Linked DNA regions of Ovis aries: region 1 is linked to region 2. A link is a contact called in public Hi-C data. All regions are on one chromosome and are shown on one strand. The core of a region is the stretch at or near the end of the contact, and the rest is flanking DNA. Distances in the headings are between cores, read along the strand shown. Region 1 overlaps MTCH2 (mitochondrial carrier 2). Region 2 overlaps CELF1 (CUGBP Elav-like family member 1).

Region 1 (3,819 bases), core at 6-2,505, 120 kb before region 2:
TAATCTTCTGTTCTTCAGTTTTTTATTTTGTTTGCATTTTTGTCATTGCAGAAGGTGAGTAGTTTTTCATTCCTCATGACACCCTTGGAAGGTGTACTTGTAATCTCACGTCTGATGGTGCAGACTTACATCCATAAGATTCTTAGACTATTGACCAGCTTGCATGTCATACCCTCAGTTAGGCATGTTAACATTCATAGTAGGGGGAAAAAATCATTTTAGAAGGAAATAAATTGTCACTCAAACACAAAGCTCTTATTTTACTCAGGCCTTTTCCAAGCAGGTTATAATGCTCTTAAGATGAGAAAGCATTTGGTTTTACTTATTTAAATAATCCACTGGGTTGTTGCCAAATGAGTAAACGCTTCATTTGCTGTTTCTCAGAAGAATTCGCTACTTCCCGTCAAAGCAGCAGCACCCACAGTGTTAGACTGAGCACGCAGGGTCTCCTCTCCACACCCCCACACCCCGAGTTTAAGAATGTAGCCTGAAGCTCGTGAGTAGCATAACTTACCTTGAAATGTCTTTGATGTCTCTTTGTCTCAAAAAGCAATGTAAATTTTATATTCTATTCAATATTATCTGCATTTGTTTTAATATAAAAATGTTTTGCATTACCTACTTTTTTTTCCCCCAAAAAAAATCTTCAAGTAAAGACGATCTAGGAAACTGCCATGTTTATGACCTGTGGCTTCTGTCTTCACACACGCCTGCCTAGTTCCGGGAGCTGGTCTGACTACGAGAACCAGTCTTCCACCAGGGGGCGCCAAGGCTCCGGTTTTGCCTTTGAAAGTTGGGCAAAGTTGTGGGAAAGTGTCACGGAGGCCTGGGATTAATCAGCACACTGGCTGATCCAGCTCACTGCATCCAAGCTATCCATCCGATAAGGGTGCTACATCTGTGCCTAGTTGTTCGGTTGTGTCCAGCTCTCTGTGACCCCATGGACTGTAGCTCCCCCAGGCTCCTCTGTCCATGGGATCTTTCAGGCGAGAGGACTACATCTGTGGTCCTCCATGAAATTTTATAAGCCATTAACAGAAGTTTATTCCGGGGCTGGTAAATGCAGGTAGGTAGGTGCTCTTAAGATACACACAAAAGAAATGATGAACTGACTCGTGTAAATCATGTAAACCTAGACAAGGAGTATCTTGTAGGCTGTACTTGTGAAACTGGCACAGGTGGTTTGCCTTGGCAGGGCTGAGCTAAGTTGCCAGGAAATACTCCCCCTGGGGAGTGTGCTGGTCACTGAAGCTTGACTGAAGGAGAGAATGTGGGGTTTCCTGGAACTTTGGGTGCTTGTAAAAGTACCAGGCTATACAGACAACTTCAGGATGAAAGAAACTTCAAACCTAGTCTTGTGTCCCAGCTTCTCACGTTACCTAAACATACCGTAATTCTGCTATAATTTCCTCCTCTGGAAACGTCCCGCTTCCCTCTCTCCCTTGAAGTGTTCCCTATGTGGTAAAATTCAGTTCTAGGGTCTTCTCTTTGTGAAGTCTCTCTTAAGTCCTCTCAGCTGGACAAGATCTTTGCCTTCAAACGCTTCCTCCCCCAAGGCTTGTAATGATATTGCCAACTAAGCTGACAGAAGAGAAGCTGCACCCCACACTGAGCTCAGGGCTTACATAGCAGTGGCATCACTTCTCTCTGATCTGAAAATCTGTGGGAAAAAATTATATTGATCCCTTTAAAACAGGCCCACGGAAACAGCAGCCTCCCCGGGCTTTGTAGGAAAAGTGTAGCTGGTGAAGTGAGTCGTGAAGTTGGTCAGTTTAAGGTGCCGTGCGTGGCAGACAAGGGAAGCGAGGAGAACAGTGGTGGTGGCTGTCCCGCCTGTCGTGTAAGCTTTTGGTACAGTAGGTATCTCCACTTGAGAAATAAAGAAAATGAGACCCAAGTAACTCATTCAGAATTATATAGCTAGTATGTTTCAGAGCCAAGTTCAAACCTGAGTCACATTCCAAGGCATGTTTGCTGCTCCCTAGGAGCAATGAAATGCCGAGAGAAAGTAGCCAGTCAGCCGAATGGTAAGGGGTTCATCCATCTGAGGACAAGTGCCCTCCCTCTTAGTCAAATCAGTGAACCAAAGGAAAGAGCCTTCTGCAGAATAGGGTAAAACAGTATTTGATCAGAAGAGACCTGTTTTTTTGCCTCTGCAGAATGATAACTAGGTGAAGCAACTGAAGATAGAAATGATCACCATTGCTTTCCTAGGCTACTGGGATTTATACAGCTCGGACACTTGCTGTATGGGAAGGCTTTATTCCTATGGGTACATCAGTCCAGTGTCTTGGAACTCCTACTCTACTTGAAGGCTAACAGTTTTTCAAAGTGATTTATTTATATGTCAGCTCGTCACTGGATTCTCTTTCTTTGCCTCGGTTCGTGGGATCTTAGTTCTGTAACTAGAGGTGAAACCTGGACTCTCAGCAGTGAAAGCATGGACTCATAACCACCGGACCACCAGGGAGTTCCCTCAGTGGATTGTTCCGAAACATACTTGCCTATTGGATGGGTTCATTCATGCTGCCTCCCTAGGTGCCATAGTAATTTGTATCTTTGGACTTCTGGGGTGGTTTTTTTGTTTGTTTGTTTTTCTTTTTAGTTTTGGTGGAGCCATGTAGCTCTGGGATCTTAGTTCCCCAACCAAGGATCAAACCTGTACCCTCAGCGGTGAGAACACAGAGGTCTGATCACCGGACTGCCAGGGAATTCCTCTGGAGTTTGTTTTTAAAAGTAGACAAAGATGTGTGTCTTTATCTCATCTGAAGTTTTTTGTTTTTTTTTTTTTTTTTAGGGTTAAGGATGTCACATGTGATAATCTCATTTTTTCTCCCTCTGTTGATCCCTCATTTTATTGTCTCATCAGACTTGAGAGAATCAGAATCTTGAACTCTTGATTTTTGTCCTAGAGAGGAAGTTGCAAATGAAAGGTCCTTTTGCCACCAATGCCCTCCCCCCCCGCCCCACGACAATTGCTGAAGAATATCTTGGCTAGTAACAGCAATTAGTTTTCTAAAGCAACTGTTTTCCCTTCCGACCAATTTTGTCCATATGAGTCAGCTTCCTCCTCTGTTCGCTGCCTTCCCACGCTGTCTTGGGGAGGCAGGTCTTCCAGACACACTGTCGTGAGAGGAAATGTTGAAAAGCCCACTTGCCTTTTGCTCTTACAAGTGGATTCCTCTGCAGCCGGGGCCCCAGTCTCCTGTCTGGGATCAGTTAGTCAGATCTTGTATTAAAAACCACAGTTGTTCTGGAACCAACTTACTACCACCCCCAAAAAGAATGTTTCCAAGTAGATTCAGATTAGTACCACACACCAAAAATGGCTGAAGGACAGTGCTTTGGAAAAGGGGGAGAAACAAAAATGTGACCTGGAGGAGTTTTTGAAGACTCGCCAGCTACCCGAGGGAGACTAAGTAATGAAATAAACCCACCCCGTCCCAAATCCAAGAAGCCACCTGGGGTGAGAAAACCTTTTCTAGCACTAATTTTTGCCTCCCTCAGGCAGCCAGAAGAATGGACTGTTCCCTGGTAATGCCACATTTCCACGGAAAAATCTATTAGGCTTTGCGGTTTTTATTTCCAGACTGAGTAGTGTGAAGAGCCAGAGGTGAGATAAGGACAAGCAGCAGAAGTGTGCCTACCGACTTTCCACCGAAAGTCCACCCTGTCTGCAGCCCTGCCCTGCTGGCACCCCAGAGACTGGTGAGTGTGTCCTCTGGCTGGAAGCGAAAAAGGAGGGTGAAAACGAAGCGACAGAGCTGCGCCTCACGTCAGACAGCTCCCCACCTCCTGCAGTCCAGCATCGCAGACCCT
Region 2 (4,311 bases), core at 763-3,262:
ACCTGCTGCAGATGTTTATGCCCTTCGGAAACGTCGTGTCTGCCAAGGTTTTTATAGACAAGCAGACAAACCTGAGCAAGTGTTTCGGTATGTTGGTGCTGCTTCTGGTGTGGGGAGGGCTGAGTGCCCAGTGAGCGAGAAAGAGAAGGGGCTGCCAGCAGAAAGAGCTGAGTCTGACTCTGTTTAGGCTTAGTTTAGCTTTGCTCTGAGTAGATCACATCATCTCGTTTTGAGCCTCAGTTTAGTTTTCCATTTCTCTAAGTGGGAATGGTGATTTGTACCCACACTGTCGCTCCAGAGGTAAAAATAATGTATGGAAAATGGCTTGGCCAAAAAATACTTGAGGATACCGTGTAGATGTCAGCTGGTACTGTTAGGGACCTGATTCGTTTCATGTGATGTAGTTTCAAGAAGTCTTCCTGCTGAGAAGAATTGAGATTTGAGACTCAGCTCATGTAAGGATCCTGCTGCATAAGGAGGACTGAGGCTGTCCTTGCCTCTTCATGCCCCTCACTGGGTTTCTGCTCGGACACACAGGTTTTGTAAGTTACGACAATCCTGTCTCGGCTCAGGCTGCCATCCAGTCCATGAACGGCTTTCAGATCGGCATGAAGCGGCTTAAAGTGCAGCTCAAACGTTCAAAGAACGACAGCAAGCCCTACTGAGCGTGCTCCCCTCTGAGACTGGAGTGAGAGGGTCTTCTGGTAAGTGGGGGAGGAGCACCCTTAATGATTCGAAGCCCTAAGGCTGTGTGTTGACAGCCCTGGACCCTGATCCCTGCCACTCTCGCAGGCACAGCTTGCCCTGAAGACTCAGCTACTGCCTTCTGTGGGAATTTCGCTTCGTACAGAGGACAAGTTTGTGCTTTGGTTTCCAGTGTTTTACTTTGGAGTTTAGGTGCCATATCCTGAGTTTGTTTTTTTTTTTTTTTTCCTTTATTTAAAAGTTTGCTGTGTTTGTAACCAGTGTGTGTTGAGAAGGACCAACATCAAACTGCCCTGGGGGAGGAGGGGAAATGGAAAAACATTAAGAAAGAGGATCAGAATTTGCCCCAAACTATCCCAAGAAAGAGGACGAAGTTAGACGAAAGTGGACCCCCAGAATCTTCCTGAGCACGAGAGTGGGTGACGTGAGAGCTGATACCCAGCAGCTTTTGGGGCATAGCAGGTGGGGTTGGCTTTGGAGAAGGAGAGTGACTTGAAACCCGGCAGCCCTGGGAGCTGGAGGCTGAAACTCCTCTGTAACCGCCTTCACTGGAAAGTCTGCATTCTTGCCAGCGATTTTTTAGATTCTCATCTAGGATTTCTGCCCGCTTACCTAAGAAGGGGTAACAAGTCTCTGGAAATAATGCACCTATTAAATTAGCCTAACATGCAAAAAGCAGGGATTTGTCATCCGTTACCCAGCCAGCCATTGGTGTTGGATCAGCCCTTCCTCCCTGGCTGGTGGCTCTTAGGAAGAAGCAGCCAGTCCAAGGGGTCGTGTATAGTTTATTTCAACACCAGACCGCTAGACCACGGCCCACGTCCACCAGGCCCCTTTAAAGAAGGCCTCTCGGGAAGACACTGTCGGGTTTCCTGTTTTGGAATTGACCACAGCAAGGAATGTCACTTCCACCCCCAGCCACAGTTTTCTCGTGAGGGTAGATCCAGGAAGGGCTATGGGATCTGGCAGAAGGGAGCACCTCTCCTGAGCAGAGCGATTAAAAGCTGTCGCTGGGGGAGGAGGAGCCTGCTTCTCAGTGTACCTGAGTCCTCGGGTTCCTTTGAGCCGGTGCTGCATTTCCCGGTGGCCAACACCCAGTTCTTAAAAGGATTAAGCGATCCGCGGTTGCCTCCTTGGTTGAGATGGCCCAGGCGTGGCGTCTGAGTGGAGACAGGCCCCTCTTCTGCCCCTCCAGCCCCGTGCTCTGCTCTTGGTGACAAAGGCGACGGCAGGACGTTTACAGCCTCCGTGTGCGCTCAGTGTTCATTTACCTCAGTAGCACCCTGTTCATTTTCGTCCTCGTGCTTACAGTCAGCTCCCTGCTGCCTCCCGCAGGTCTCACTCCTGCCTATGACCCACACAGCCTCCGGGCTCAGCCTCTGCTCCAAGAAGCGCTGGTAGTGGGGAGGCCCGGGAAGGACCTGCTGTCGGGAATGTGTCCCTGGGCAGAAGTGGCCCTGTTAGGATATGACCCGCAGCCAAGGCCAGGGACCGTCCCTGGGGTCCTCAGCCTCACAGACGTCAGCCGTGCCCCCTAGCGGCAGAGGCGAGATCACAGGGGTTGCTTTGCTGTCAGTCAGGGGCGGTCTCCTTGCCATTCTGTCCTTGGGCCTCAGGTGAGCGTTGACCGGCTTGCTGTTGTGCGGGTGGTTGGTGGTGGTGGATTATCCCATTGAAGCTGGGACAGCTGTTCCCTTCTCATAGTGATAACTTGGGTCTGTTGTCCTCTAAGAAACATGAAACATACTTCTTAAGCTGAACCACGTAAACTTGAATTCTGCGCACTGGGAGAAATGTGTCCTGTGTTTCAAGGATAAAACTGTTCCAAAGGCTTCCAGGGTCATGATGGGATTTTTTAAATAAATGCAAAAAATAAAAATAAAAAAGAAAAAACAAAAAAAAGAAAAAAATGCTAGGTTGGGGAGGCGCTGTTCTGAATCCCAACCGGCTGGAACCAAGAATGTCGTTTCTATTTTTATAGAAGTTTTATACAGCTCCGGGGTGGAGAATATTTATTACCTAAATTATATCTCTGGAAAAGGCCAGGATTTTATAGAATCCAGAATGTGATTGTTGTACACACAGGGTGCTGTGTATGATTGAAACTACTGACTTTCTGTGGCCGTCTGCAGCCCAGCTAATCTGCCCGAGGGGGAGGCGTTAACGCTGTGAACTGGCGGAGGAGAGAGCTGTGCTCCCCAGGTTGCTGCGGTCTCGCCTTCTGTTCTGTCCTCCTCCTTGGCCCGCGTGGGGTTTTCCAAAGCCCGGAACCCCACTCTGTGCCCACCTCTGTCCCTGTCCCTCCCTCCTCCCCCATTTCACTGTTACTTGCATACCTATTTGTCCTGGGCTCCGGAACCCCTTTGCTATTGGCATGAAAGTTAAAGGTGTAATCCGCCTGCCTCTGATACCAGACCCCGAGGTTTCCTGCCTGCAGTGGGTTCCCTCGGCTGCCCCGGCCCCGCGAATTCCCACAGCAGCGCCGCCCTCGAGCACAGTTCTCTCCCCGGGCCAAAGGTGGTGTTGTGGAGAAGCTGCTCCCCCTACAAGTCTCACGGTGTGAAAAGGGTTCAGCTCGCAGAGGGGAGACTCGCAGTCAAGTCTCAAGCAGTGCTTTTCTGTTGTGGGGGTCTCACTTACATAATTGTTTTCTGCTGCAGCTTTGTTTCTTCCTTGGGTTTCATCGTGAAATTGATTTGCCTTGAATGCAGCCAGACACTGTCTCCTGGGTCCCGCAGGAGTGGCCAGGGCCCTCGTGGAAGCTAAGAGCTTGGATTTCTGGCAAGAGGGCCATCCCTATAGGAAGGGGGGGGGAATTCTGGCCCTCTCCCCCAAAGAATTCGCACCCCCCACAAGCCAGCAGCTCCAGCTGTCTCCCCGAGTCTCGACCAGGAGTGAGACTCGGGAGGCTGAGGCTCTGCTCCGCCCGAGAGCTGCTTTTCGGATGCGCTTGGGTGCTTCTGGGGAAATCCAAGCCTTAGGTTCCCCGTGTTTCTGGCAGTTGGATGTTTTCTTGGTGTCCTCCATGTCCTTTTTGACTTTCCCGTGTCCATTGTTAGCATGTGCAAGAGTTCCGTCATTGCCCAGCCTCCCCTGCCCGCCTCCTCATTTCAGGGCTGTACACAGTGAGTGTTCCTGTTCTCTCTCTCTTTGTTTGGATGTATTGCTCTGTGTAACTCAGTGGGTCTCCCTCTTTCTGGTTTGTTTTTTTTTCTAGATTCCTGCCGTTTGTTCATCGTTGTGCCTAAAGCATGTCGATGTGGCGTCAAGTACATCGTCCAAATCCCTGTCTCTTCAGCTTCTCTGATGCTTGAACTCTCACCTTTGACCTTGTGTTGACCTTTGATGCTGATGTGTATTTTTATTATGTTTGTTTCTTTCTTTGTTTTTTCTTTTTTCTTTCCTTTTTTTTTTCTTTTGTGCTGCCAAATTGGTTTTGCTAGAACGACTGCTGAAGGGGAAATATTTAAACTTGCATTTGAATATAAAAAAATCTATTTTTCTAGAACTTCATAAGATAACCACTTGATTTTGTGATTCCAATTCTTTGTAATTGTCTTCAGAGCAGCCCTACTAGCACATACCGCGTGGTGTTTGTATTTCTGT

The links. A called contact is a pair of places that touch in the nucleus more often than the background predicts.
Region 1: a Hi-C map of blood shows a contact between it and region 2, with 5 times the contacts expected there. The contact joins two enhancer-like sites. A contact is called at or near these places in 13 of 16 Hi-C or Micro-C datasets (blood, hypothalamus, liver and 6 more).

What each region holds. Positions count from the first base shown.
Region 1 is chr15:76,335,692-76,339,510 of ARS-UI_Ramb_v3.0, reverse strand. It overlaps MTCH2 (mitochondrial carrier 2), which reads left to right. Exons shown (of 12, transcript XM_060400137.1): 12 at 1-673. Among named protein-coding and RNA genes, the nearest start is that of C1QTNF4, 15 kb to the right of the region's middle. Within about 2 kb of position 1,255, at least 5 of the 54 cell types and tissues checked have an H3K27ac peak or open chromatin away from gene starts, as enhancers often do.
Region 2 is chr15:76,217,337-76,221,647 of ARS-UI_Ramb_v3.0, reverse strand. CELF1 (CUGBP Elav-like family member 1) reads left to right here. Exons shown (of 15, transcript XM_060400136.1): 13 at 1-87; 14 at 538-704; 15 at 793-4,311. The coding sequence ends at 665. Among named protein-coding and RNA genes, the nearest start is that of RAPSN, 17 kb to the right of the region's middle. Within about 2 kb of position 2,012, at least 4 of the 54 cell types and tissues checked have an H3K27ac peak or open chromatin away from gene starts, as enhancers often do.